Regions from separate parts of the Sus scrofa genome. Here region 1 is linked to region 2. A link is a contact called in public HiChIP or PLAC-seq data. All regions are on one chromosome and are shown on one strand. Each heading gives the region's core, a stretch centred on a gene start, on an enhancer-like site or on the middle of the called end of the contact. The rest is flanking DNA. Distances are from core to core; before and after follow the strand shown.

Region 1 (6,573 bases), core at 2,654-5,153, 330 kb before region 2:
AGCGGGTTGCCGTCCAGACCCTCGCCCGCCTCCCCGGAGACCGTCCCCTGCTTTGCCTTGGGTCTCCTCGAGGGAGGCTGGAGACCTGGGGTCTTCCCCCGTTTCCTCAGTGGGGGTGGCCTTTTGCTGGTGGCACTGTCAGAGAAGTCAAATTCCAGCCTCACGGGCCCACCCCTCGGACGGTCGGCCGTCTGGCCCGCGGCCTCGTGCTTCCGAGGACTGGGGGACGGGGCCCCTCCGGCCGCAGCAGGGCCAGCGTCCTCGCGGCCAGCAGTGTCCTCGGAGCCTGCCGGGGCCTCGCCCGGCTGGTCCACCAGGGGCTCTTCTCCTCGGGCTCCGGCAGAGGGAGAGGGCACACCCTTCTCCCCGGGGGCTCCGAGCGGCTCCTCTGCCCGGTCTTGGGGCGGTGGTGCGGAGGCGGCCGCGAGGCTGTCCTCTGAGGGACGAGGGCGGCTGTGTCTCTGCGGGCTGTGAGCGGGGCTGCAGGAGCCTTGTCCGCCGGGCGCCACTTGGCTCTCAGCACGTTCTGGCATCTGGGGAGAGCTGGGGGGATCCGGGCTGGCCAGGGGGGTTGCGGGAGGCCTGTCGGGGTGCTGCTCTTCAGAGGCGGGTGTCGGGTCCCCCGGAGGAGGATGGGCATCGGCCACTGCTGGTTTCGGGAGAATTCCATCGGTGGTTCTGGTGTCTGTTTCCTTGGTAAGCTGTTGGCTTTTTAGAAACAGACTTACTTAACTTTAAGTAAGGACCCAGACAGGTTTCTAGGTCTGAGTCCATGTGACAGCATTAGCTAAAGACAGGAAAAAAAGGTCATCCAGTCAACCCTCTCCCAGGGGCGGTTTCCCAAGTGCGTCCCGCAGAGCCATGCTGGGGGGCCACCCGGAGACACGGGCACTGAGCACAGGAACCCGACGGCCACGGTCAGAGTCAGGTTCCCCACGCCAGCCCATGTCCCCTTCCAACAGGGGACCACCAGCCAGGGCACATGAGAGTCGGGCTTCTCACTGGAGGGAGAAAGGGCAGGTCAAGGACGCTGCCTTCGGGCAGAGCAGGCCCAACCCCGGGGCCCACACGCCTCTGCTCTGCAGGCCTGGAGCGGCTCGCGCGGCTGGAGTCTGGAGTCGCGCTGACCTCAGCTGGCTGAGTCTCAAAAAGGAAAGCGAAAAAAACACTGATGTTGAAAAGCAGCACGGAAAGCTGGGCGAGGGGAGAGCCAGGACTGCAGGGTCCCCCACGGGGAGACGGGCACTCGGCTGGAGGACACTTCCCTTGAGTTGGGTGAGGGCACATTAGCCATCTTTGGCTTTTAGACACCTGAAATCCGTTTAAGAGAAAAAGCAAGCATAGGAGTTCCCTGGTGGCCTAGTGGTTAAGGATTTGGCGTTGTCACTGCTGTGGCTCAGGTTTGATCCCTGGCCCAGGAACTTCCGCGCCAGGTTCCTCATCTCCAGACGGAAGCAGGAAAAGCCCTGGCAGGTGCGAGGCGACCACCACACCCAAGCCCATGGTTGGCAAGGTTGCAAAAAAGCTTCTGCCGCCAGTCACGTGTTTAAAATCTGAGCCTCTGACCACAGCACAGGACAGACAGCTCTTCTGCCTCTAGAACTAAGGCCTGTCCGTAAGCTTTCTTCAAGGCCTGATGTTGAGAATGGGAGGCTGACTTGCAAGCGGAGGGAGAGCCAAGTGGGAGGCTAAGAAGGCAGCAGGGAGCTCCCCTGTGGCTCAGTGAGCTAAGCACCTAGCTCTGTCACTGCAGTGGCTCAGGTTGTGGCTCTGGCGTGGGTTCAACGCCTGTGCCGGGAACTTGTGCCTGCCACGGGCATGGCAGGAGGGAAGAAAAGCAGCAAAGCCACAGAGTGTCCCTCCATGGAAATGCGGCCAGGACATTTCATGCCCAGAGACAAACAAAAACCAAGGCCAAGTTGTCGGCAAGGGCACAACAGAGGAGTGGAGTGTGAGGTTTAAACTTCCCCCGTTTCGCAATTCGCTTTCCAGGAAGAAACGACTTCCAACTCCCACACAAACTTGGAGCAGAGACCAGGAGGAACCAGCTCGGACGTTTTCCTGCGGAGTCCGCCGGAGAGGTTACCGATTGCGGGTTGCCAAACAGCGCCAACACTTACCTCTCTTTCCGGGCCCGGCCTTGATGAGAGCTTTCTAGTCCAACGGTGTCCCCTAGAGCTGAAGAAGCGTCCAGCTTGCTGCCCATGCTGGGACTTAAGATCCGGTGAGTCTGTGGATCCCGCAGAGGTGTCTGAAAAGTCACCTGTCGGGGAGACAGGAAGGCACTCGTCCAATAACTCACACCTTCCCCCACCACACTAGAAGCCACCGGGCCCCGCCCGGCCAGCTGGCTAAGGCCCCGGGAAAGCAGGCCCCGGGACTGCACGTGTGACCCCCAGGAGATCTGCGGGGCTCACCTTCGTGGCTTTGGCTGTGCTCTTGGGCGGCACATTTTCTTTCTGGGACAGCCGGAGGACAGATGATCTTCCGGTAAGTTCCAGTGGTGAAAACAGGAAGTCGCAATTTTCTGTACTTCTGTCACCAGTGACATTTTCATCACTGAAGACGTGCAGACTCATTCTGGGAAAGCAGAGAGTTGTGAGTCAAGAGGAGGGCGGGGACACCCTGTTGTCTAGACGCACATATGTGAAGACAAGCGAGCTGACCCCACGGTGCCGCAGGGTGGACGTCCCCTTCCTGCACGGGCGTGTGTGTGTGTGTGTGAGACACCGCAGGCAGCATGTCCTCTGCCAGAGCGTGTCCTTATCCCGTTCTGGGGGGAGCTGCCCCTCCCGGGAGAAAGAGCTAGGAGGGCTCTCAGCCCACAGGGCAAGAAGGAAGAACAGGTCCTCGAAATAACTGGAACTTTGTGGGTAAAAGTTGGGAGACAGATAAGGGCTGATCTGTGACAAAACTGGCAGAGGCCTTGGCACTGGGGCTGGAGCAGGCAGCCGAGATGGAGGAGGGCAGAAAAGCAGAAGGGCAGGGCAGCTGGCTCTCTGCCCACCGACGGGGGCGCCAGGAGGGCCAAGGCTCAGAGGAGGAGCAGGGATGGTAACAAGCGGCACGTGCAGGATCACCTGTGGGGAGTTGAGGTGCTTCTACACCAGGGTCTGGAGACTAGAAACACACCAGGGGCCTCCGGTCGGGTCCACGAGGTTCTAGAATAGTCCTACTCCTCCTTCCCAAATTCATCATGGTCACCTACCCGGCATTCCCAACTTAGGAGTCACCAGAAAACTGGGCAGCACAGGTACCTGCTGGGGGTGGGGGCCCCGGGGACCTCAGCTGCAAGAGCAAAACGGCTGGGGCCTAAGGAACACGGGTGCCCTGGAACGAGGTGAGGTCAGGGGGATGAGCCGCCTGGAGGGTGTGGGGTTGGGTGCTGCGTGTGGAGCAGGGAGCGGGAGGAGGGAAGCAGGGAGCCAGAGGCTCTTGTCTGTGGCCAGGGGGGAGCGGTCAGCCCTGGCTTGGCCAGCAGGCCCACACGCGGCGTGGGGAGGTGGGAAAGGGAAGCCTAAGTCAAGGGGGACTACTGGGTTTGGCCTGGGGGACGGGGTGAAACGGGGAGGGGCCGGAGGGCCCTGGGCCACAGGAGGGAGACTTAGAGCACCCTTTCTGTGGGATCCCTTCACCTGGGGAAGGTGGGGGTGCGACAATGGCAGCCTCTACGGGTTTGGCTCCTACTAATGACGGGGGGCCAGGGAGGCGGCTCCTGAGCAGAAGGGGCGAGGCCAGCGCGGAGGAGGACTGGCGTCGAGGGCCTGCCGGCAGGCTCTTGAGAATCAGCGCTGGAGCCCAGGTTTCTGCTGCAGGTGCCGCGGGGTCGGTGATGACTCACAGGTGGGGCTGCGCCGGGAGGAGGGGCCGGGCAGCAAGGCGGAGGCTGGTCAGGGGCGGAGTGCCAGTGCGGGTCACCGCCACAGGGGGCCGGGGGCTGGGCGAGGTCACCGGGGAGAGGGAAGACCGGTGCGACCGGCCGGAGGGTCCTCGTGGAGGGCGATATAGGGGCCACTAGGCGTCCTCGGGAGGCAGGGCCGAGAGCCCACCGGCTCCGCTGCCAGCTGCGGCCGGGCCGGCTGGATGAGTGCGGGCGAGATGGGACCCCGGGGAAGGGGGCGCCCCGAGGTGGGGGGGGCGAGGAGAGCCGACTGTGGGCACCGCGGCGCCGCGGGAGGAGTCAGAGATCCGTGTCCAGGCCGCCACTGCGACAGGCTAAGGCCCGAGGACAGGCCAGAAGAGGCAGGAACGGAGCCCCGAGCCCGGACCCGGTCGCCGTCTTACCTGCCGGCCGCTGCGCGGAACCGAAGGAGCGGGAGGCGCCGTGTCCGGGAGCCCGGCTGCCCGCCGCCGATTCAAATATCGACGGTTGGCGCGTACGGCCAATCAGCGCGTGGCCGGGGCGGGACACAGGGCGTCGAAGGCCAATGGGAGGCTGCGCCCAAGAGGCGGCTTCCGCTTCCGGGCGAGGCGGCACGCTAGGCAGGGCGGCCCCTGGAATTCTCGGTAGCCCAGGCTCGTCCAGCAGACGAAGGTGAAACGCGGCTCGAGAGCGGGCGGTGAGTGCGGGGCCCGCCGTCGCCCAGGAATCTCGGGCTCTGCGCAGACGCGCCTGGGCTGCGCGGAAAGGCCCAGGGCCTGAGAGCTGCTCGCCCGAGTCTGTATTCCCAGCTGTGGAATGGAGCCAAGTTCAGCGCCGCCCTCAGGGCGGGTCGTGGGGAGGCTCCAAACCCTCGCGAGGACTGCCGCGGCGGCTCAGGACGTCTGGCCGCGAGCGGGGTCCTGGAACTTCATTTCCCAGAGCGCCCCGCGAGCGGCCTGAGGGTGGGGACTACACGTCCCAGGGCGCCCCGCGCGGCCCCGGCGCCTACCGGACGCGGACGCTGAGGCCTGTTTTGCGCCCCGGGGCGGGGGGCCTCGCCCGGACGGCTTCCCGGCGGCTACGGCGGCGCGATGGACAGCCCCGAGGTCACCTTCACGCTGGCCTACCTGGTGTTCGCCGTATGCTTCGTGTTCACCCCCACCGAGTTCCACTCGGCCGGGCTCACGGTGCAGAACCTGCTGTCGGGCTGGCTGGGCAGCGAGGACGCCGCCTTCGTGCCCTACCACCTGCGCCGCACGGCCGCCACGCTGCTGTGCCACTCGCTGCTGCCGCTCGGTGAGCTCGCGGGGCGCGCGGCGGAGCTGGGGGCGGGGGGGGGGCGCTGGAGGCCCATCTCCCGGACCCCAGGGGGGAAGAGACGGGGGAGCGCGCGCGGGCCGCAGAGCCGAGGCCGTGGGCTAAGCGCCCCGTGCGAGGAGGAGGGTGCTGGTCGCAGCTGCCTCTTGCGGGCAGCAGAACCCTGGGGGAGAGGATGCTCTGGTCACTGGGGCAGGTGGGGAGCTGTCACCTAGGGGCAGCTCCCAGGAAAGGGGCATGATGCCAACAGAGGTGGCCGGCCCCAGTCCTTGGAAGAGGGGTGCAGGAAGGGCAGGCAGGGAGGGCGACTGCAGTTGAGAGCGTCTCAGGTGCGGGGCGGGGAGAGGCGTGTGTGCGGCCAGGAAGCTCAGGTGTTGCCAGGGGCTGTGCTGGGCAGGTGAGCCAGGTGCTAACTGGCCTCTGGGAGGCTGACTGGTTGGAGAGTGGGGTCCTAAGCGCGGAATCTCTGGAGAACTTGGGCTCACACGTAAGTGGGGGAGGGCGGGTGGCGGTGGCCAGCCCTGTCTGGAGCTGCCATGGTGGACATGGGAGGGGTTTCCAGCTGGCATCAGGGAGATACAGCCTGGGCCAGTGGAAAGTGGCTGGGAAGGGCTGGGCTGGTCTGACGAGGTGGGCCTGTGCCTGGGGGCTGCCTGCCCCGTGGGGAAGGCGGGCAAAAGACAGCCCATGCCAGGATAGAGGCAGGGCCAGGGTGGGGAGCTGGTCGCTCCACCTAGCTTCCCTGCGGGGCAGGGGTGCCCGTTCACCGGTTTCCGGGAGAAAGGCATGGCTCAGAGTTTGGGTTCTCCTGGGGGTTGTGCCCTGGGAACTAAGGATCTCTGCAGCTTTATGGAGCCTCCATCTGCACCTTCCCAACAGCCTGTGTGTGTGTGGGGTCACCACCATCCCAGGATGGAGGGGGACAGAAAGGTGGGCTGAGTGACTCATGGGGCCACATGGGGAGGAAGTGGAGTTTGGCCTTGTGCTCCGACAAGGAACGTGTTTTGTTTTGTTTTGTTTGGCAGTGGCATCTGTGGCCTGTGGAAATCTCGTCTTTTTTTTTTTAACTTATTATTTTTTGGCTTTTTAGGGCCGCACCTGCGGCACATGGAAGTTCCCAGGCTAGGGGTCAATTGGAGCTACAGCTGTTGGCCTACACCATGGCCACAGCAATGCCAGATCCAAGCTGTGTCTGCAACCTACACTGCAGCTCATGGCAACGCTGGACCCTTAACCCACTGAGCGAGGCCAAGGATCAAACACGCATCCTTATGGATTGTGGCTGAGCTACAATAGTAACACACACACACAATGAGTTGCTTAAAATGTGTCAACTTGGGGTTTAGCTGTGGCACAGTGGGCTAAGTATCTATTCTTGCCACAGCTGTGATTTA
Region 2 (6,945 bases), core at 1,956-4,455:
CATTGCGAGCTCCTCGTCCCTCCCCCCGCCCCCGGGCTCGGCTCTGCATCCCTGACCTGTGCCAGGCTGCCCCTTCCCCTGGCACGACACCATCCGCATCCATCACCCTGGGCCCTCCCCTCTGCTCAGCCCACGCGGGCATAAGACAGCACAGAGCCTCAGGCCCGCGGCTGAGTGGCTGCGAGACTGGGAAGCGTGCCCAGGGGAGCCGTCGGGCCCCTCCACTAGGAGGGAGGCTGGAGCCTAAGGCCGCAGCTCAGCGGGTAGGAGACCACTGATCACAGGGAGCGGGCGCCTCCCGCCACCCATGGGAGCGCCCCGAGGCCCACCCTGGCCTTGGTGTAAAATCATGCAACTTTTCGGAATCACCGAAAGACAAAGGGTCTTTTCTTGTCTGTGGAGAGGAAAGTCAAATATTAACTTCCTGCATTAGAAAACTTCTCTCCATCCTTCAGAAGCCCGGCTGCAGCCCTGTGACCCGCGGGGAGGCCTGGGAGCCGCCCCCTACATTGGCAAGTCAGGGAGGCAGAGCCCAGGGGCCAGGACGGCCTGGGTCCAAACGCGGTCCTGCCAAGAGCCAAGGGCTAGGCTTCCTCCCATCCCCCGCCCCCCGCTCCCTGGGCAGCGAGTTCCCTGGGTGAGGCCTCAGCAGGAGTGGCGGCCGAGCTGGCAGGAGCCCCCATCCCGGGGCCATCCCCCCACCTTGGGGGCTGTACTGGGGCCAGGACTGAGCTTCTCTGGGCCTCCTGCTCTGCCGCCCAACCCCGTCTGCCGACTCGGGGTCTTTGGGGCCACGTGCAGAAGGGTGAGGAGGGAGGGGGCCCGGAGAGCATCCGTGGCCTTGGTGCCTCTGACCAGTCCTGAGGACTGAGGAGCAAGGAGGCCAGGCCTGTGGGAATGCCGCGTCAGGCCCTCCTGTCCGGTGCCTGGGGAGCAGGCTCCCGCTCAGGGCCTGAGGGGCAGAGCAGGCCTGCCCTCAGGGGGCTGGCGGCACAGTGGAACCCAGACAGGAAGGCAAGCCCTACGCCAGGTAGGGCAGAGGAGAACGGGGGCGGAAGATAGGGGAAGGCCTGCAGACAGCAAGTGCAAAGGCCTGTGGGGGTGGGAGGGAGGGGCTCCTGGAAGCAAGGGTAGCAGGGTAGCAGGAGGCCTGGGGAAAAGCTGCCACACCCCTTGCAGCGCAATGACAAGCCCTACAAGGGTTTATTTTTGTTTTGTTTTGTTTTCAGGTCCGCACCCGCGGCATATGGAGGTTCCTAGGCTGGGGGTCGAATCGGAGCTGCATCTGCAACCTACACCACAGCTCACGGCAATGCTGGCTCCTTAACCTACTGAGAAGGGCCAGGGATCGAAGCCACGTCCTCTTGGATTCTAGTCAGGTTCGTTACCACTGAGCCACAACAGGAACTCCCCTACAGGGTTTAGCGTAGGGGATGATGGAATCTGATTTATGTTACCACTCACTGTGCCACTCATAGGGACTGAGGGACACGGGTGACCTTGGGCAGGGGCTGCGAGGTGGACGGAGTGAGCAGGCCAGGACCTGGGACCCGGGACCCTTTGCTGCAGAAGCTGCAAGGCTTGCACCTGGGCAAACATCTCCTCCCGCAACAAATACAAAGAAACCACAAGGGACTAAAAATACCTGTGGGCAGGCAGGTGGGGCGGATTAGGGGCAGGAAGATACAAAAAGACTAAAAGCCCCATCGCCACTTCTGACGAGAGGAGATGGAGAGCAGAGCACCGTGCGGGCCTCCTGCGCACACAGTGCCACCCAAGACGTGGGCAGGCCACTTAAACCGCCCCTCTGGCCTGAACCCTGCACCCACCCCTACCCACACCCCATGTAAGGAGTCAGCCCGCCCCCCCCCCCGCCCCCTGGCCCCGTGGGCGAACAAGCAAGGGAACTGTGGTCTGCTGCCCACCCCGGCCCGTGCTGCAACCGGGGCGCCAGGAAAGCCTTGCCGGAGTTCACCTGTCGGCCACTTTCCAATTTCTATGGGTTAAGAAGGCCAAGGGCCCGGGATGGTACCAGAACAGGTATCAAGGGACACCTTGGGTCTCAGGCCGGGAGGTGCCAAGACAGGACAGGAAGAGCTGGCGGAGGCGGGCCAGACCACATCCGGGATCCTGCCCTGGACCACGCGGAGTGAGACAACGGGCGGGGTGTGTGCACAAGACAGGCGCCAGGTCTGGAATTCTGATCTTCCCTCCAAGACGCGTTTGGTGTCTGCGATTAGGAAAGTTCTCGAAGAGATTTGCTGAATGATCAACCACATCCTATTTTCTCATTTCCCCACATGTCCTAGTTAATCCAGTTTAGGAGGTGTTTTCATAGAGGCATAACATATCTTCAGAGAGGTTACAAGCATCTGTTTTACAGACAGACACCCAGTTCTCGTCACGCTTTCTTGCGTCCACTCACACTTCTCTGATTTATGGACTTTAAAGATGTATAGACAACAGGGTTGGTTTCAGGATGGCCCATCATGTTTCATCAACTGTACCAACACTTGAGTGCTGGTCACGGCTGTTGCCTTTTAAGGAAGTGATTTTTGGAGTTCCCGTTGTGGCTCAGTAGGTTAAGAACCCGACTAACAGCCATGAAGATGCAGGTTTGATCCCTGGCCTCGCTCCGTGGATTAAGGATCTGGCTTCCGATCAAGCTGCGGTGTAGGTCACAGATGCCGCTAGGATCTTGCGTTGCTGTGGCTGTGGTGCAGGCTGGCAGCTGCAGCTCTGATTTGACTCGTAGCCTGGGAACTGCCATGTGCTTTGGGTGTGGCCCTAAAAAAAAAAAAAAAATCTTTTTACCTGGGAAGAGAGTTATACCGCCCATCCTCATGGCCACCTCGTAGCAACGCAACTCCCAGGACAGTGTGGGTCTGGGGAGAAAGGTCTCCAGAGTCTCCTGGGCCCTGCCCCCGTAACCTCACCCGGGAGACCTGGTTAGCTCCCACCCTGAAAGCCCCCATGACCCTTGGGTGGCAGGTCCCCTCTGGACTCTGGAACTAAGCCCAGGTGCTCTCTCTGGGGCTGAGGCGGTGCTCACCCTGACACCTGCTTCAGCCACATCTGGCTGCTTCCCAGGGACCCCACCCCCACCCCAGACCTAGGCAAGTCCCTGCCCTTGGCTTCGAGCAGCTGTCCTGGGGACTCCTGTCCAGGCTGCTCCGCCCAGACACGCCCTCCTCGGTCCCTGGAACCCAAGCACAAGGCCAGGGTTTCCCAGAGAAACCCTCCCGCGTTTGTGCCGCTGCCTCCCACGACCTTGCAGCCGCCAGGAGTCCAAAGGACATTCAAACCACCGGTACCCAGAAGCGCATTCGCTCGCCCAGCCGCCAGCAGGAAGGTGCGAGACCGGTGCGGCCCCGAGGGTGCGGATGACAGCAAGTTCAGCCCATCAGTCAAGGCCCAGTGGATTACAAGCAGGTGGGGCCTGGCAGGTTCAGGGCTGGTGAACGTGGGGGCAGGTGGGATCTGGAGGGTTCGGGGCAGGTGCGTGTGCGGGCAGGCGGGGCCTTGGGGCTTCTCAGCAAGTGAGTCTGCATGTGCTGGGCAGGTGCATGTGCGGGTGCGGGGCGGCGCGGCCGGCGGGGGCGGGGGAGCCCGCAGGCCGGGCGCGGCGGGCGCGGCGGGCGGGGCGGGCGGGCGCGGCCTGCAGCCGTCCGCGTGGTCCTGCGCGGCGCCCGCGCCTGGAAACAGGAGGCCGCCGCGCCGGAAGCCCCGCCCGCGCGCGCGCCCTGTCCCCGCCCGGTGGAGCGGCTGCTGGCGCGGCGCGGCGGCTCGGCACGGCGGCGCCCGGCGCAGGCGAGCGGGTGGAGCAGCGGACGGCGCCCAGGCCGCCCCACGCGCCGGGCTCGCGGCGGAGCGCGCCGGACTCGTCGGAGCCCGCGGCCGCCCGCGCCTTTCAATGGGCAGCTCGCACTTGCTCAACAAGGGCCTGCCGCTCGGTAAGGCCGCGCGCGCGCATTTCCGGCCGCGGGGGCGGGGCGGGGCGGGGCCGCGGGGGCGGGCGGGGCGGGCGCGGGCCCGGCTTTGTGTGCGAGTGCGCGTGCGCGCCGGCGCCGGCGCGCCTCCGGCCGGGGGCGGGGCCCGGGAGCGCCGCGCGCGTGCGCGTGCTGCTGCGTGCGAGTGCGCGTGCGCCGCCGCCCGACCCGCCTGCGCAGGTGACACAAAGGGGCGCGGGGGCCCTGGGACCCCCGCACCCAGGGTGCAGGCCCCGCCAGGCTGGCGCAGCCCTTGCTGGTGGGGCCCTGCGGAGCGGTCTGGCGCGCCGATCGGGGACCCGGCGTCGCTCGTGGCCGGACTGCGGAGCCGAAGCGGCCCTCCGCGAATCCGCGGCGCGGTGTCTTCCCTCACGCTTTGCTCGCCCTTTCGATCCCCACCGGCTTATGAAACGTCCGAAGTGCTGCGTCTGCCGAGGCGGCGCCCTTCCCGCTCACCAGGCGGAGGTGGCAGCAGGGCGCCCGCCTCCTTCTCTGAGCCTGTCTGTTTCCACCTGAGTACCTAGAGTGGTGTGACCCGCTTCTGTTTGTCCCCAGGCACCTTATGCCGCTCTTGTTTTGAGAAGTGACAGGAGCAGGCACCATCCGTGCCCCCGGCAGCACTGGGGCCCTGAGCCTGGGGCTGGCCGGGGAAGGCCGGGTGGGGGGCCCCCCCGGGGTGGTGTTGGTTTGCTGGCCGCTGTCTACATCCCTATCCGGCCACTTCCGCCGCGTCGTGCCCACCTGTCCTGCCACCTTGCACAGTCCCTGCTCCTCCTGGCTTCCAGTAGCTGGCCTAGGGCCTCCTTGTGATTGGGGTGGCGGGAGAGGCGCCACCCGCAGCTTCTTCCGTCCTCTCCTGCCGCCCAGCCACTGGAGCCTATAGATCAGGGATCGCGGACCAGGTTGGGGGGGGGAACTAGCATGGCCCCTGAGCTTTGGGCGGAGCTTTCTCTAGCTGGTGCCAACCTGCAGGCTAGGGAAGGCGCGCCCCTGGGCTTGCAGAGGGAGGGCCTTTAAGCAGGCAGCCGGAACTTGGCTGGGGCAGCCCCCTTTCTGGTGATGCTCTTCTCTGTGATTGGTTAGGAGCCATCACCCTCGAGAAGCGGGATGGGATGGGTTCGCTTCCGGGTGCTCTGAGTTGAGGAGACCGAGGTGAGCCCCTCATCCAGCTCCTGCTTCTCTCTCTTCTCGGGGTGGCTGGAGAGTCGGGTTGCAGATGGGGGCCCAGAGCCTGGACCACCGTCACATCCATGGAGGCGTCCCCCCCCAGCTCCCTCCTTCTCCCTCTGCACAGGTCGCAGTTTCATTTGCCTGAAAACATATGCAGGCAAACACTAAGGAGGAAGCCGCTTCTCAGCAGCGTGAACGTTTGGGGGTGCCCTGTGGGTCAGTGCAGCCTGTCCACTCTTGTGAGCCTCTGGAGGAGTGACCACAGCAGGCAGGAGCACAGACCTGCCTCCGGGGGCCCTGGCTGAGCCCTGGTGACTGGGGCATAATCTTGGGCCCTTTATGGGACCGTCTGTACGTATCTCTAAAGTGGGCCGGCAGTGTGAGACGTGGGGTCACATGAGTGGGCCCGTGCCAGGGGCAGGGCCCGTGCCAGGGGCAGGGCCGGGACTGGGGACTTGGGGGCAGGGAGGGACACGGCTGGGGGAAGGGCCAGGGGCCAAGGACAGGGCTGGGACCAGGCCCATGGAGCAGAGGACAGGGCAGGGCCGGGGGCAGCGCCTCTGCTGTAGCTGCGTGGGCTCGGCGTCATTGTCCTTCCTGTCCCAGAATGTCAGCTGTGTGGGTCCTGCCGGCCCTCGTCGCGGTGGCGTCTCTGGCTGGGGCCGCCTCGGTCTGGGGCTGCCCTTCCTGCAGGCGGTCTGTCTGTCCACAGGCTGGGTTTTACCGTGGTCTCTGGGCGTGCACGTGTTTTGGTTGGGGCGTCGCTGCTTGGGAAGGCTGGGCTGTGTCTGTCCCCCGGCAGGCACGTGCACCCTTCATTCTCCTGCTCCAGGGAGCAGGGGCGGCTGGGCCGCGGTGTCTGGGCAGCTGGACCTTCCTCCCTCCCAGCTGCGTGCGGGGTTCCCCTTCCCGCCTCTTCAGCCTCAGGACACTCAGGAGGGGGTGCCTGGTTCTGTGGGCAGCCCCTACTCAGCCCCTGGTCCGAGAGGCTGGAGCCACCCCTGTGCCTGCAGCGGGGAGGGTGATTTTCTGATGAGCGGCTGCATGGAGGGCCCGGCCGAGCTGAGCTCCTCTCCGCCCCAGCAGGGCCCTTGGGGTCGGCCAGCAGCAGCTGTCGCTTGGCGGGGGCTTCTTTGGGCAGCTGGCCGCGCGAAGGCACTGGGGCCACGATGGGGCTTTTCTCTCTGATGGTTTGCCCCCTCCCCTGGCCGTCCTGTGTCAGCGCCCTGGGGCCTTGCCTGCCGTGGGACTGAGAGATTTGCCCCCAGAGCCCCTTCCCGGGAGAGCCTAGTGCTGGTCCCTGGCTCCGGGCAGAGGCAGCTGTGTCTGAGGCTTTTTGTCCTGTGGGAACGCTCCTTCTAGAAGACTCCTAGTTTCCCCCGCTGGTGGCGTGGGCGCAGGGCTCAGAGCCCGGGGGGCACGTCCGTCGGGTGGGGGGCGATCCGCACTGCGCTTCCCTCTGCCCCCGGGGGGGCCCCACGCCGCAGACCGTGTCCTCCCGAGGCTCAGCCGCAGACCACTCACTGGCATGGCCCTCTTGTCCGCTGCGTGGTTTCTGCCCGTGCTGCCCTGGCAGGTGGTCTCTCCTGCCCCCCGACAGTCCCAGAGCCTGGGGTGGCTCAGAAGAAATCCTACCGGGGCCAGCTGGGGGGTGAGGTGGGGCCCGGCGCTGCCACCCTGAAGGGGGCCCTGTGGGCCCTCCTCGGGCTCCGGCGGGCTGGCCGTGGCTACCCAGGTCTTTCTGAGCCTGCGACTTCTGAGTTGAGCAGCGCCCCTGGGCCCTGGA

Evidence for each region. HiChIP or PLAC-seq counts read pairs in DNA pulled down with a chosen protein or histone mark.
Region 1: a contact with region 2 is called in an H3K27ac HiChIP or PLAC-seq map of alveolar macrophages. The contact joins the promoter of TMEM129 here to the promoter of CTBP1 in region 2. A contact is called at or near these places in 1 of 47 Hi-C or Micro-C datasets (epiblast stem cells) and 1 of 2 datasets of contacts at active chromatin or transcription factors (alveolar macrophages).

What each region holds. Positions count from the first base shown.
Region 1 is chr8:823,563-830,135 of Sscrofa11.1, reverse strand. TMEM129 (E3 ubiquitin-protein ligase TM129) reads left to right here and starts at 3,903. Exons shown (of 4, transcript XM_003128802.4): 1 at 3,903-5,158. The coding sequence starts at 4,954. TACC3 (transforming acidic coiled-coil-containing protein 3) reads right to left here and starts at 4,703. Exons shown (of 16, transcript XM_003128804.5): 1 at 4,285-4,703; 2 at 2,418-2,580; 3 at 2,121-2,263; 4 at 1-708. The coding sequence starts at 2,579.
Region 2 is chr8:492,770-499,714 of Sscrofa11.1, reverse strand. CTBP1 (C-terminal-binding protein 1) reads left to right here and starts at 3,205. Exons shown (of 10, transcript XM_021100867.1): 1 at 3,205-3,432.